Regions from separate parts of the Mus musculus genome. Here regions 2, 3 and 4 are each linked to region 1. The links are chromatin contacts, called in public Hi-C and promoter capture Hi-C maps. All regions are on one chromosome and are shown on one strand. The core of a region is the stretch at or near the end of the contact, and the rest is flanking DNA. Distances in the headings are between cores, read along the strand shown. Region 1 has its middle 50 kb from the start of 4930534H03Rik. Region 2 holds the start of Cdk17 (cyclin-dependent kinase 17). Region 3 overlaps Cfap54 (cilia and flagella associated protein 54). Region 4 holds the start of Nedd1 (neural precursor cell expressed, developmentally down-regulated gene 1).

Evidence for each region. Promoter capture Hi-C pulls out the DNA fragments that hold promoters and counts their contacts. A called contact is a pair of places that touch in the nucleus more often than the background predicts.
Region 2: a promoter capture Hi-C map of liver shows a contact between it and region 1, with 3 times the contacts expected there. The contact joins the promoter of Cdk17 here to the enhancer-like site in region 1. A contact is called at or near these places in 6 of 39 promoter capture datasets (cranial neural crest, frontonasal cranial neural crest, hippocampal neurons and 3 more) and 8 of 115 datasets of contacts at active chromatin or transcription factors (astrocytes, embryonic hindbrain, embryonic limb bud and 5 more).
Region 3: a contact with region 1 is called in a Hi-C map of CD8 T cells, with 3 times the contacts expected there. The contact joins two enhancer-like sites. A contact is called at or near these places in 2 of 39 promoter capture datasets (embryonic stem cells and hippocampal neurons), 5 of 15 datasets of contacts at CTCF or cohesin (CD8 T cells, embryonic stem cells, large pre-B cells and 2 more), 110 of 484 Hi-C or Micro-C datasets (the AML12 cell line, the AtT-20 cell line, B cells and 73 more), 9 of 115 datasets of contacts at active chromatin or transcription factors (PVALB interneurons, T-cell acute lymphoblastic leukemia, astrocytes and 6 more) and 1 of 9 other capture datasets (embryonic stem cells).
Region 4: a promoter capture Hi-C map of liver shows a contact between it and region 1, with 5 times the contacts expected there. The contact joins the promoter of Nedd1 here to the enhancer-like site in region 1. A contact is called at or near these places in 9 of 39 promoter capture datasets (the HPC-7 cell line, cranial neural crest, embryonic stem cells and 6 more), 2 of 484 Hi-C or Micro-C datasets (CD4 T cells and double positive thymocytes), 5 of 115 datasets of contacts at active chromatin or transcription factors (embryonic forebrain, embryonic stem cells, large pre-B cells and 2 more) and 3 of 9 other capture datasets (adipose tissue, embryonic stem cells and liver).

What each region holds. Positions count from the first base shown.
Region 1 is chr10:91,269,185-91,272,768 of GRCm38.p6, forward strand. No RefSeq gene overlaps it. Among named protein-coding and RNA genes, the nearest start is that of 4930534H03Rik, 50 kb to the left of the region's middle. Within about 2 kb of position 1,652, at least 110 of the 459 cell types and tissues checked have an H3K27ac peak or open chromatin away from gene starts, as enhancers often do. A contact at or near this core is called in CD8 T cells, Th1 cells, Th2 cells and 6 more, where this site is marked.
Region 2 is chr10:93,159,349-93,162,932 of GRCm38.p6, forward strand. Cdk17 (cyclin-dependent kinase 17) reads left to right here and starts at 1,528. Exons shown (of 17, transcript NM_146239.2): 1 at 1,528-1,852. Mir1931 (microRNA 1931) reads left to right here and starts at 3,437; the gene lies at 3,437-3,555.
Region 3 is chr10:93,004,855-93,008,438 of GRCm38.p6, forward strand. The region is part of intron 22 of Cfap54 (cilia and flagella associated protein 54); the gene reads right to left. Among named protein-coding and RNA genes, the nearest start is that of Gm40739, 68 kb to the right of the region's middle. Within about 2 kb of position 1,742, at least 10 of the 459 cell types and tissues checked have an H3K27ac peak or open chromatin away from gene starts, as enhancers often do. A contact at or near this core is called in CD8 T cells, Th1 cells, Th2 cells and 1 more, where this site is marked.
Region 4 is chr10:92,720,639-92,724,222 of GRCm38.p6, forward strand. It overlaps Nedd1 (neural precursor cell expressed, developmentally down-regulated gene 1), which reads right to left and starts at 1,780. Exons shown (of 15, transcript NM_008682.2): 1 at 1,685-1,780.

The DNA.
Region 1 (3,584 bases), core at 402-2,901:
TGGATCTAGCTCGTCCCTGCCTCTCCAGAGCTGGGAACGCAAGCTTGGGCTTGTGTTTCTGGAGATTAAACTCAAATCTCTCACAGTTAGGAGGCACTTTTTGGACTGAGCCATCTCCTTATCCTACTAGAATCATCTGGATTGTTCTCTCAACTCTGAGGCCTGTGTGTAGGGTTTTTCTTTTATACCATTCTTGATCTTAGAAAACCTGTGGACTAGTGAGACAACCAGTTGTTGTAGTGAGTGGTCAGGCAGGTGTACAAGAGGCAAGAGAAGCAGCCAGGGGAGAGATTTCTTCTCCTGCCTCAGGGGCCAGTGGGGGTTAGCCCTGACCTCTTTAGGGTTAGCATGGTAGACATTTCAAATTGTTTTCAAAAACAAGATGAGGGCTGGAGAGATGACTTAGTGGTTAAGAATATGTATTATTCTTCCCAAGGACCTGAGTTTGATTCCCAGCACTTACCTTGGGTAGTTCACAGCCATCTGTAACTCCTGCTCCTAGGAAAACTGACTCCTCTGGCCTCTGTGGGCACGCTTACATGCATACACCTACCCACACACACAATTTTAAAAATAATAAAAAATCCTAAAAAGACGAATATAAAAATCTGAATACACACACACACACACACACACACACACACACACACACGCACACGCACACGCACACACACACACCATCATCATCGCAATTACTTCTAGTTTTGGACTTAGCATGGTAAATGAAGAGCTTATTTAAATATTTTTCACAAGAATTTCTCACTGTTTTTCCTATCTCCCAAATTGCTACTTTTTTTTTTTTTTTTTTTTTTTTAAAGACTATCAATTTCTTGGCGGTGGTGGCACCAGCTTTTAGTCCTAGCACTTGAGAGGCAGAGGCAGGCGAAGTTTGAGGTCAGCTTGGTCTACAGAGTGAGTTCCAAGGCAGCCAGGGCTGAGCTGCACTGAGGAACCCTGCCTTGAAAAACCAAAAGACTATAAATTTCTCTCTGGTAAGTAGTTTTCAAGGTGACCATGCAGGGACAAGGGTCTTAATAGCTTCGGATGGGGTTGAAGGCCTGTGGTGGAAGTGCTGTGAGCTAGCAGGAAGAGGAGACAGCCAAGGCCAAGCGTGGGGGTGGGGGAGAGTGGGCGAGCGTGTGTGTGTGTGTGTGTGTGTGTGTGTGTGTGTGTGTGCCTAGGAGGGACCTGGTGCAAGCAGGAGACCCCGCCCACATCTGGAGGCCCCAGGCAGGATCCTCTTGGCACTTGGTGTAAAAGGCAGAGGCCCCACTGCTATTTTTTCGGTGAGCGAGCCTGGTGAGGGAGGCTCCCCCGTGCGCCACCTGCAGGCAGGAAGTCCGCAGGACCTAGAGAGGAGACCTACGGGCTTTACGTGAGATATGGGGAGGTCTCTGACATCTCAGGCTCCCTTTCCCTGTCGGTAAAATGACAGCCCCGTTTCATGTTAATCCAAAATGGATTTGTTTGTCAACTGTAAAGTATATTTCACACCATCATGCATTTATTCCACATCATGTGGCATGTTCTGAAGTTGTATAAAACCAGGAAGAAGCCAGGCAGGTCACAAAAATGCAGAACAAAGGGAGGTTCAGACTGAAATCAAATAAGGATGTGGAGAGCTTGTGCCTGTTGTTCTCTCCGGGGCCCCACAGCCTGAGGTTACATGACAGCTGGGCTGTAGTGGTGCCTGCCTTTAGATCCTATCACCTGGGTGGCTCTGGTCTCAAAAACAAAACAAAACAACAACAAACCAACCAACCAACCAAACAAACAAAAAGGAAAAGAAGACCATAGGTTTATGTTAGTTCATGTCGGTGTGACAGTACTTATCTTTTTTTCTCTTCCTCCCTTTATCCTCATCTCCCTTCCTCCAACCCCCCTTCCCTCCCGCCTCCCCTCCCATACTTATCCATTCTGTGACGATCATGATGCTAGCACATTGTGAAGGCTTACCAAACAAACCTTAATAACTGTTCCAACACACATCTGTTAATTTTATGCTTAATCAATTCACTTCACTTAATTCCAACTCAGTTAAATTAAATTTGGTTCAAAAAACAATTTTTGAGCGTTTGTCAGGTGCCAGGGGTCCAAGGACAGCCAAGAAACTGACTTGTCCCGTTAGTGCTTCACTGTGCTGTCATTCCCGCATCTGGCCACTTGGTGGCAGTGTGTCACAGAAAATGCTTATTTGTGGGGCTGGTTGTGTGGCGCCTCCCCCAGGCCTAAGGCTCCGAGATTGTTGCTCCTTGCTTGGATTTGTTTAATACACACTTCCAAATTGAACAGACAGCTGGTATTATAGCCATGCGTGTGCCGTGTATGTGCTTAATTATACTGTGGAATTAAATTCAAAAGGGTGAGAATGTGGTTACATGTGTATGCTTCCAAAGTCTGTGTGGAGTTCACAGCTTTTGCCTGGGGCTCAGTCAGTGACAGGGACGCCACAGAGAAAGCCGAGGGAAGCCTCAAACCCAGCGGCAGGTGGTTATCAGCAGGCAATAGTGAGAATTTGCTTCCCCAGGCCACCTGAGGTTCCCTTTCCCACCGCCTGCTGCCTTGGTTCAGCTGCCCAGCCTCGATTCATTTCCTCTGCTTCAAGACGGCTGGGCCATTAGGGAGCCCAGAATCATGACCTTCGTCTTCACACCTCCCAGGATCTCTGACTTTTCTCTGTCTGCTGAAGTCACCCTGAAAACCTGTACTTGCAATGCAGGGCATGTTCCTCCGGAAAGTCATTCATTTGCTAGTTTCAGCGTTAATGACATCTAGGGATGTTTTTCATAGTGAAATCTCAGGTTCAGGAAAGGCCAATGGGAAAAATCACAATAGCAGAAAGATCTCAAGGTTCTTCCCCACAGCATCGTCAGCAGTCCGGGATGGGGCGGGGGTATTTGTCGGTGCAGGACAGACCCTTGTTGGGCACTCATTGCTTTCCACCAGGCTCTTTCCTTCCCAAGGAACGTCAAAGGGGAATCACTTACAAATTTCTCATTCTCGTTGAGTTGAATTTGCTTCCTGTAGGTTTCAACGGTTGTTCCTTATTCTTTCTTCTAGAGACATACAGGCAGCACCATAGGTCTTGTTAAATTATTGTACAACCTGAGCCTATCTGTCTGAGGAGGGCCAGAGACTCTGCGTCTCTAACAGGCTCCCAGAGAATATTCATGCCCCTACTGGGTCAGGAGCTACACTGTGAAGGTCCTGGAAGAAAATTCTTTGAGGTTTGAAATGGTTCCTGGCCGGGAATTCTGGCATTAGCCGCTAGCTCTGTGACTGTGGAGAACTTATTCACATTCCAGTGTGTGAAATAGAGATTCACATGTTTGGAGAATTCAGTGAAATTGTGACATGTCAGCTCAGAATGCCTTCCAGAGCCTCCCTACGCCGGCTTAAACCACTGCGGCTGACTTTTCTTGCTTAAGAGGAAATCTTGAGGTGAGGGGCTGCTGGCATTGCTTAGCTGCTCCATGATGCAATCAAAGATCCAAGGTACATAGATGCACACATACATATATGTATATATGCATATATATACATACATATACATATTTGTATACACATACACACATTTATTTGTA
Region 2 (3,584 bases), core at 278-2,777, 1.9 Mb after region 1:
CTTACAAAGAACTCTGAAATGATGCTAGCTCCTAACATATTATAAAATTGCCTGAATTAGACATATATTAAAAAAATCATTAACTGCTGTTCAAAAGTACACACTCATTCTTGAAGGGAAGTATAAATATGGACATTTTTATAGGGTAAACAAGTGTTGAAGTCTTTGTAGAGGATAATTATTGTTAACCTATAGTTCTGGTAATTTTGGAGACACAGGAGAACTCCGGTTGATATATATGAACCTTATGAGCTGTAGAAAACACATCCAGCTGTGTCCGACAAAGTTCTAGACAGAAGGGCAGGAAGTATCTTCAAGGAAAGGCGCATCAATCAGAAAAGATACGATTCAGAAGTCCTTAGTAGATAATGAGATTTAAAATATATCGTGCACTTCCTGGTGATAAGAACAGAAAAACAAAACATAACAACAACAACAACAAAAAACCCCAACCTTCACCCTACTGGCCTTTTATACCGTTAACCTTTTCTTGGTTAGGGTGTCCACATCCGGACCCTACTGTCTTCTTTCAGTTCTCTCAGTATTTTCCTCTGCCACTTAAGTCTGCTTTTACTTTAAGCTTCTATCCCTACTTGTGGAAAGAAATGGGCCAGGATCACTTTAGTTTGTCTACACATTCAGTTGTTCCTAACTGGGGAAGAAGAAAGTAAAAAGATTTACAGAAACTGGGCCAACCTCTTTGGCCTGCCTCCTTCAAGCAACAGAATCTAACTCACTGCAACAGTATCTCTTTCTGGGTCCTATAACTTAGCATTGACTCTTTCACAACACAGTTTTATTGTAACCATTTTAGTTCCCCCCTCCACCCTCCCCCCCCAGCCTAGAGCCAACAGTGTAATAACATTTAAAAACACTGTGGTTGAAATCAAAGCTTTGTGCGTGGGTGATTACTGCACTGGCCACGCATATCCAGTCACAGAACAGAAGAAAATTGCAGCAATCGACCGAGGTATTTCTTTGTGGGTCATCTGAAGCACTGTACTGAGGCAGGCATCCTGTGTACAGTAGCGCCTGGAATACTTCAAGCAGAGTTTTATTGTTGCGAGGGGACAGTGAGGGGCTGATTTGTGGCGATCGGTTCCTCACCAATCGCGATGGTCAGACACTGTTCAGCGTTCTGTCCACGGACAGGGTCTCCCTTGCTCTCCAGCCGCGTTTGAAGCCACGCTTGAAGTTTCCTGGGAATACCCCCCAGCCCCGCCCAGACCACGCCCCAGTCATAAGCCCCACCCCCAGGCAAGGCTCCGCCCCGCATGCCGCCGTCGCCGCCACCGCCGGCAGGGGTCGCGCTGCCCCAGGCGAGCCGTGCAGGCGGGGGTGGGGAAGCTCCCGCAGCCGGTCGCTTTTCTCCGCCGCCGCTGGTTGGATCGTTTCAATAAAAGTCTTTTTTTTTTTTTTTTCCTTTTTTCTTTTCTTTTTTTTTTTCTAACCCCCGCTCTCGCTCGCTCCGGGGAACAGGCGGAGGCGTCAAGCCGCAGCCTCCGAGCGAGAGAAAGCAACGCGCACTCAGACGAACGAGAGCGGCGGCTGCGGTCTACCCAGCGCCCGGCAGTCCGGCAGCCCGCGCCCCGCCGCCTCGCTCCGCCCCGGCTCGGTGGCCGGGAGTACTGGGCCGTCCGCGAGGCTCCGCGGCCCGGGAGCCATGTTGAGCGGGGGGCTCTGCCACGCGTGAGGCGGCCGGCGGCCCTCGCGGAGCGGAAGGCGCGAGGTTGGGGGGTGGGGGGAGGCCTGAGCCTGAGGCGCCTCGGCGCGTCCGCCACCACCGGACCTGCATCCGCTCGCTCGCTCTGCGCGCCCGCCGGTCCGGAGCCCGCGGTCCCCGCACTTGCTGGTGAGTTGGCAGCGGGGCTGGGCAGGGATCGTGACGCCTGTCAGCGGGCGGCTCGAGTGGGGATCTTGTCGGTCGCATGTCCACGCGCGGCGTGGGCTGCGGGAGTGCGGAGCTGGTTGGGGGACCTGGGGGGAGGGGCTCCATGCGCCGCCGCTGAGAGTTCGCAGCCGATCGAGGCTTCCTGGGGAGGCTGCTGGCCCCGTGGGGCGCCGGGAGGGGAAGAGGCGGAAAGTCCCCCCGAGACACAAAGGTCCCCGGGGCCGGGGTGGAGGCGCGGGCGCGGGGCGGCGGGAGTGGGCGAGGACGCGGCGCTGCGGGCTCCTTGGAGACGCGGGAGGCTGCGCGCGGGTGGGTGGGCAGCTCCGCGGGGGAGGAGCCCTCTCGTGGGGGAGCGGGTCGACACAAAGCTCCGGGCAGCCCTCTTGCTGGCGGGTCACACCCCTGAGTGTCGCTCCAACCGGAGGCGGAGGGACTGTGGGAAACCCAGAGAACCCGGGAAGAGGGGGTTGTGTGTGTGTGTGTTCCACCGTTGTCTTAGCCGCAGTTGCTTTTCTCGGTGTTTTTGTCCGGTTGCTTCTGCTCCCCATCTCAGCTGGGTGGCCCCAGTTTTCTTCCCCACATCACCCCCACGCTGCCACCTCGCCGTCCCCTGTGGTTCCCCACTCATTCTCTCCCCTACTTTTCACCCACTCCTTCTGGGGTAAGCGGTATTTTGCCTTCAGCTAGGGGAACGTTTGCTAATGACAGGATGCCTGACTTGGTCTGACCCTGAACTGCCTTGAACTCTTCTCTTTTTTTTTTTTTTCCTCCCACCCTTTCCTTTCTGGGATCTTCTGTGTCACATGGCCATTAACAATTAGCTTTTCTTCTTCAAAAATGGCAAAAGCCTTTAGCTGAAATCCGTGGCGCCTTTCCCTTATGTTAATGTGGCCATCGAAGACGACGCATCAGTGGCCCTGTTTTATCGCCTCCTGAGCCAAATTGATTCTCTAGACACAAGTCACAAATTTTGTTTTGCGTCTTGGCCATTCCTTGGGCCAGCAAAGTGTATTTCTGGTAGCAGAGCTTCTGTCACGTCACAGGCAATGCTTGACTAAGGGAGACAGCTCTTGCCTCCCAACTTTGCTGTTTGTTTTTTCCTAATCCTTTGTTGGGTTTCTTTTTAACTGCATTTGTGCAAGACTATCAAAGTAATGGATTTGAGTGACTTGGAAATTGACGTTGTTAACCACGGAACAGAAGACGACCTCTGATCAGTTGAATTGACCTAAACCTTTGAATCAAGAAACATGTGTAAACTAAATTTAAGGAGGAAAAAAAAATTGCTAGTGGGAATGTTAATTGGTTTTATTTTGTTCTCTTGTGAACACCAGGAATTGGCTTATGTATTAAATGTGGTGTCACCTGGTTAATGAAGTCATTTCAGTTTTTTTTTTTTGTTCTTTTAACATCTGCATAATTCCATAAACAGCGGGTTTAAACAAAAGAAAACAATATGACTAAGGACGTCTTTCATTTTAATTTTTATTTCTAATGTTGTGAGTGAACACAGGAATGTGAAGAGCGCTGTTCTTTTATCTGGCGAGCCATCTCCTAGGCCAGAAGCATTAACTCTTTGAATGCTGCTCGTCAAAGATCTGTTGCAGAGCCTTTGAATTGAAGCTGCTTTAAAATTCCAATGCAAGGGCTGGTGCGATGGCTCAGTGGGTAGGAGCGCCCGACTGCTCTTCCA
Region 3 (3,584 bases), core at 492-2,991, 1.7 Mb after region 1:
AAAACAAGAGGTCTCACCATATGAACCCCAGACCACCAGAATCACCCAGAACTATGGAGCAGAGACTGAGGGAATGGCCAACCAATGACTGTCCCATCTTGAGACCCACCCCAAGGGCAAGAAGCAGTCTCTGACACTAGTAATGATAGCCTGCAATGCTTGCAGACAAGAGCCTATCACAACTGTCCTCTAAGAGGCTCCAGTCACCAGCTGACTGAAACAGATGCAGAAACCCATAGCCAAACAGTAGACAGATCTTGGGGAGTCTTGTGGAAGAGTTGTGGGAAGGACTGGGAGACCTAGAGGGGTTAGAGACTCCACAAGATGACAAACAGAGTCAACTAAGCTGGACCCTTGGGCCCTCCTAGAGACTGAACCACCAACCAAAGAGCATACATGGGCTGGACCTAAGACCCCCACACATATATAAGAGCAGATGTGCAGCTTGGTCTTTATTTGGGTCCCCCAACAACTGGAGCAGATTCTACTGCCTGCATGAGGATCCTGTTCCCCTAACTGGGCTGTCTTGTCTGGCCTCAGTGGGAGAGGATATTGTCTAGTCCTGCAGTGACTTGAGGTGCCAGGGTGGGTTGGTACCCAGGGGGTCCTCCCCCTTCTCAGAAGAGAATAGGAGAAGGTATGGGGGAGGGGCTTTGTGAGGGGAGATGAGGGGTGGCAATTGAGATGTAGAGTAAAAATAAATGAAGAGAGAGAGAGAGATAAAGGCAAAATCCTTGGATCCTGGTGAATCATGCATTCTGATGGTGGGACCCATCGTACCAACTTACATTTCTACATACTAGGATTTTAGGATCCCTCACTTGGAGTACATGGGGCAGACTAATTATTTAAAGTTTTGTTTACTCAATCTAAAAATCCTTTTCTAGTAATGTCCACGCCCTGCTGTAGGAGGATGCTGACCAATTTAGCTATGTGATACAGCATTGTGTATTGCCAGGGTGAGTACCTGACTCAAGTTGGATATTTCTAAAGCAAGATGGACTTCACGCATAGTTTAGTTCTGATGTCAAGGCTGATGGCCCACTATTTAGAAGAAGAATCTGGTTAAAATTTGTATCACTTAGGCAAGAAACTCCTAGGGAAGGGAGGGGGGATATTATCAGGTATGGACTAGCTTAGTGGAAACAGAAGCAGACTAGATGGTTCCAGAGTCAGACAATCAGTCTAGAAAAGGTCCATGCTGGCTGAGACATTGAAATTTTCTGCTGTTACCAAAAGAAAAAGAAAAAGAAAAAGAAAAAGAAAGAGAAAGAGAAAGAGAAAGAAAAAGAAAAAGAAAAAGAAAAAGAAAAAGAAAAAGAAAAAGAAAAAGAAAAAGAAAAAGAAAAAGAAAAAGAGGTGAGCTCACAGAACTTCTACTTAGGCTGCCCAGATGTGGTACCACAGGAAAGAATGAGAGTGGATTTATAACAATCTATACTGAGAGACAAAAATCAGACTCTCCTAAATTGAATAAACCAATCAGATCCTTTCTTGGGAATTTGGATTCAAATGTAAGTGCCTGCTGGCCGCCTGGGTGGTTAGAATTAAGGAGTTGCCATTCTTCTCTCAAAAACAGAGAAAGTCAATCTTCAGAGAGTCGAGCAAAATGTATGTGCAGGGAGAATCAAAGACACAAAGTGTAGCCTTGCCTGGAGCGCAGCCTTCCACAGCTCATGCCTGCCTTACCTGAGCCAGGCTGGCTCCCTGGTATACAATCAGGATCTTAGCTGAAACCAAAAGTAAAATTATCTACGCTCAGTCACCACCGTGGTGACGATCTAGACGAGTGAAAAAGGATGTTTCACAGGAAGGAGCGATGATCTTACATTTAGCACAAGAGAGGCCCGTTGGACATGCAAACTTTATATGCCCCAGTACAGGGGAACGCCAGGGCCAAAAAGTGGGAGTGAGTGGGTAGGGGAGTGGGGGGGGAGGGTATGGGGGACTTTTGGGATAGCATTGGAAATGTAAATGAGGAAAATACCTAATAAAAAATATTTTAAAAAAAGAAAAAGAAAACATATGGGGAAAAAATAGACATTAGCTCATCAATAGATAGGCAAAGAGAATAGAAAGGATCTGAAACTCCTAAGAGAATATACTTATTTTTTTTTACCTATTGCTTGAGCATCCTTTCTTATTGCTGTGATAAAAACACTCTGATAAAAAGCAACTTTGGGGAGGAAAGGGTTTATTTTAGTTTACATCTCCAGGTCCCACCGTCCCTCTTGAGGGAAGTCAGAGCAGGAAATGTAGACAGAACCCAAACCAGAAACCATGGAGGAGCACTGCTTGTTGGCACCTCCTTAACTAACTTCCTGTTATACAGCCCAGGATCACCTGCCCAGGAAACGGCACCAATCGCCTGCAGCCTGGCCCCTCCTGCATCAGTTAAGACAACCAAAACAAACTCCTGCAAACACATCTACAGACCAACCTGATAAAGACAGTTGCTGGAGAAGAGTCTCCTTTTTTTTTAGGTAATTCTAGGCTCTGTCAAGTGGACAGTTAATGCTGACTGAATCGCCCATAATTTTGTCCTTCAAATTGAAAACTCGTGGGCAAAAGGAGACATTCATACAGCAATGGGTTCCGATGAACTCATGTGTGAGATGGGAAACTGTGTGAGCAACAGCTCTCTCCCTACTGTCATGATGAAGACTGTGACAACGCATGCATCTTCCATCCTCAGACTCTGCTGCATCCCACCAGGAAGACCTGCTGACACAACAGCTGCGTAGAGCCCAAGAGAATGAAGTATGTCCAGTAGAGGGGAAGAGATGGAACCTGGAGGAGACAGGGAGCAGACAGGGGACAGGGGCAGGGGGGGGCTCCATAGTGATGCTGCTCTTAAAGAGTGGGCTCAGAGCTCCTGGAATGAGGACAGAGTTACAAGAAACAGAGATGCACTGGTCCAAGAGCCAGACTTACGGTCTGCTACCTAAGGAAGCTTAGGGATGTTGCTGATGCTGCCTAAAATGTCCTGCCTGGAATACAGTGGGATTCTATGCATCTGTTTCCTCAACTATCAAAAGAAATTCCTCATTTCATCACAAAGAGTTACTGTCTGAGGGGAACAATGAAATTTTAGAGTTATTTTAAGCTGACAAATAGTAATTGAATATATGTATGTATGTATGTAGTGTGTATGAATGTATGTATGTATGTATGTATGTATAACAGAGAATGTGATGTTTTGGTGAGTATATACATCATGGAATGACCTAATTGCACTAATTAGCATATTTATCATCTCTAATGTACACTTCTTTGTACTGGTGGCATTAAAGTCATTTCTTCCACTTGTTGAGGTACCCAAGTACTAAGTATTAAAACTCTCTCCTGCCTACCTCTAACTTAAATGCCTGTTGAACGACGTCTCTCCTTTCCCTACCCATCCCCAGCCCTGACATCTGTATCCACCCTCCTAGTCTCTACCTCTTCGAACTTGACTTTCTTAGAATCCATCCATCCATCCGTGAGCTCATACATTCATCTCTCTGTGACTGGCTTGTGGCTTAGTCCCTTCATGTCCCCCAGGCCTGTCCATAGGTTTCCCCATTGTTTAAGGCTGAATACGT
Region 4 (3,584 bases), core at 530-3,029, 1.5 Mb after region 1:
GGGCCGGCAGTGGTGGTGGTGCACGCCTTTAATCCCAGGCAGAGGCAGGTGGATCTGTGAGTTTGAGGCCAGCCTAGTCTGTGGAGCTAGTTCCAGACAGCCAGGGCTACACAGAAAACCCCTATCTCAGAAACAAAACAAACAAACAAAAACAGCAACAAAAAAGAGTACTATACTACTATCCAATTAACAAACTTGGTAATTCAATTTATCCTATTGCCTGTCTGAAGACATTAGATATATTAACAATGAGTTTGAATGAAGTGGGTTGCAACCGATATTTGTTTAGATAGAAATAAAATCAATGGAGAAAACTAAGGCACAAGCAGATGCTAGTTTTTAATTCCTGTGTGTGTGTGTGTGTGTGTGTGTGTGTGTGTGTGTGTGTGTGTGTTTAATCCATAGTGTTCCTGTGTGTGTGTGTGTGTGTGTGTGTGTGTTTAATCCATGGTAGCCACACAAAATATGTTTCTTTTTATAGGTCAACACAGTTTCATTGATACTTGAAGTCTAATAAAAAGTGGTTACTTTTTTTTTTTTTTTTTTGGTTTTTTGAGACAGGATTTCTCTGTATAGTCCTGCCTGTCCTGGAACTCACTCTGTAGACCAGGCTGGCCTTGAACTCAGAAATCCGCCTGCCTCTGCCTCCCGAGTGCTGGGATTAAAGGTGTGCGCCACCACGCCCTACTTTTTTTTTTTTTTTTTTTTTTTAAGGGATGCTACGGCAGCTACAACACACTGAATTGATTCCATCTGGTGACATAGGGGGCTGAATTTAACCAAGGTTAAAGGCCAACAGTGGTCAAAGACACGCCCCCACATCATCAACAAAAGCATCATACATATCTGGGTTCCAGAGGACAAACTAAAAAGCATAAGGCAGAAATCATTGAGTCTCAAGAGGAAAAATAAATAAATAAATAAAGTTTATGGAAAGGATTAAAACAGTTATTTGTTGTGCATATTTTTGGATACAGTAGTGTGTGGGGTGGTTCTGAGTTAGAAGGGACCCCTAGTAGGTGAGGCTAAAAACTTGCAGAGTCACCTGTTGAATTGTAGACAATGTTTCTATTTGGTGACTAAAACACTTACTCAATGCCCCTTGTTCCCCGGCCCATGGAAAAACACAGGGTAGAAAAGTTGAACTCTGAAGAACAGTAAACAGCTGCAAGCTGCTGCTACCCTAACCCCACACAAGGAGCCTACTGTGCAGTGTGGTGCAATGAGTGGATCAAGGCTCTTCAGAAGAGTTAAGCGACCCACACAGCTTCAGTGAGGCTGACTTCACGGAGACCTCTCACAGTCCCTTCGCTTGGCTTCTGGGCTCTGACATCAGTCCCCGGGAGAGGATCCCGGGAAAGAAGAGCGACAGCGACCAACTGCACTCTCTGCTCAAGAAGAGTTCTCGGGAGTTGCACCCCTAGCCCAGGGCGCCTGCGCTCAGCAGCTACGGGCGAGCCAGACCCGGGAGTCGGGGTGGACGAGCCGCTCGGGGCAGCTTGGCCCTTAAATCCGGGGCCCGCGACCCGGTCCTGTCCTGTCCTGTCCTGCCCGGTCCCCGGCCACTTTCCAGCGCGCGCGCGCGCCCGCTGCCGCCCAACGCAGGACCGAAGAGGCTGACCTCGGGGGTCCCCGGCCCAAGGCCACCGCGCTCACAGAGCCTCCCTGTCAGGCGGAACCTCACCTCTCAAGCGTGGGGCCACAGGGGAGGCCCAGCTCCACCCGTTCCTCGCTGCGCTTCCGGCTCCCGCCTGGACTGTTAAACTTGGGCGGCCGGAAGTCCCGCCTCGCATGACGTCACGGGAAAGGCGGTGCCCCGAGCGCTCAGCCCGCGGGGGTGCTGGGTGGCCTCCCACCCTGGGGCGGTGCAGAGGAAGATATCCTAGCCTGTAGCTACTGCTCCTTTATCACTCATTTGTTTGCTGGCTACTGTGTGCCAGGCGCTGAGTTAGGCTGTGGGTGTGCACTTACTGTGTTTAGCTTGAAGGGACAAGAGGTCAGTCAACACGCAGGTTCCCTAGCCTGCTGGAGATTACAGTCTAGTTAGGAAGTTAATATTAACACTTCTGTAGGGAAAGGGAAGGCAAGAATAAAATGCCAGGCAGTGGCGGTGCACACCTTTAATCCCAGCACTAGGGAGGCAGAAGCAGGCAGACTGCTGAGTTCTAAGCCAGCCTGGTCTACAGAGTGAGTTCCGGGACAGCCAGGGACTACACAGAGAACCTCTGTCTTGAACAAAACAAAACAGAAGAATAAAAGATGGGGAATTCACGGGCAACTCTCAGTTCCCACAAAAAAAGGTGTCACAGTTATCACAAAGAAGAACGCTCATAATAAAGGCAATTAACATGGTTGGTTTAGGAGAGGATTACTTGAGAGGAAGCCAAGAAAAGCTGCAGGTTAAACATCTAACTTCAAAGGGGTGTGGTGGTACAAGCCTTTAATCCTAGCACTCAGGAGGCAAAGGCAATGGGATCTCTGTGAGTTCAAATCCATCCTGGTCTACTGAACGAGTTCCAGGACGGTTATACAAAGAAACTCAGTTTCAAAGAGGGGAGGGAATGGAGAGGAAATTGTGGCAGGAGTGGGAGAAGGAAAGGAGGGGAAGAGAAAGGAAGGGGTGGGAGGGAAAAGGAGGAAAGCAGAGGAGAGGAACATCTAACCCAAAACGAACCCTAACCCTGAGAACAAACCCAGTAGTGACTTCAGCCTCTGAGCTAGCCATCTTCACATCCGCAGCTTCACATGCTGCTGTTCAGGTACATGAACACCAACTCAGTGGTTTTTTGGTTTTTTTGTTTTTGAAGGAAATGTATTTCATGGTAGAAAGGGGCCAATGAACTGAGTTTTCCCAACATTCCTGCTAAAAGATTGCTCTGTTGAGAGTTCTTACTTCCATCACTGATAGCATGTTCCTATGGAAAGTGTTGCTCCTTTGTCCCAGGTGCACACCGGATGTGTTTCTCAACTGGATACATAATGTCCCAGTTATCTGAACCCATATCAAAAACAACTGGAAACCTAAGAAGTGCCAATCCCCACCTCCCCTAGGAGAAAAAGAAGTCTCTCCAGCTTCTGGAAGCTGGTGAGGAACAACCATAAAATGAAGACGGGGAGCAAGCAGTATATGCCTTGTGTAATCTGCAGCTGCTTTTGGTGTTATTAGCTGATTTTTTTTCCTGGAATTTGGCCTAAAATGCTGAGATCTAAGTAGGGAGAACTGGAACACATGAAGAAAAGAATGCTTGAAGCAGAAAACACAACTCTCTAACACTGAAACCAGCAAGAAAGCTTAAGACTGGATTATGTGGTGGGGGGAAAAGGTAGACACTAAGACTATTCCTGCATTAAAAGTGAGATGTTTCATAACAATAAAAGTAAATAAACTGGGCACAATAGCTCACTCTAGTAATCCCAACACCCAGGAAACTGGGGCAGAAGTATTGGTATGAGTTTAATGCAAGACATTAACTGAAAACAAAAGTTGTTTTGTTTTGTTTTGTTTTGTTTTGTTTTTTGTTTTGTTTTGTTTTGTTTTTAGCAAGGGCTCTTACAGGAACAGAACTGACGATATTTATAGAAAA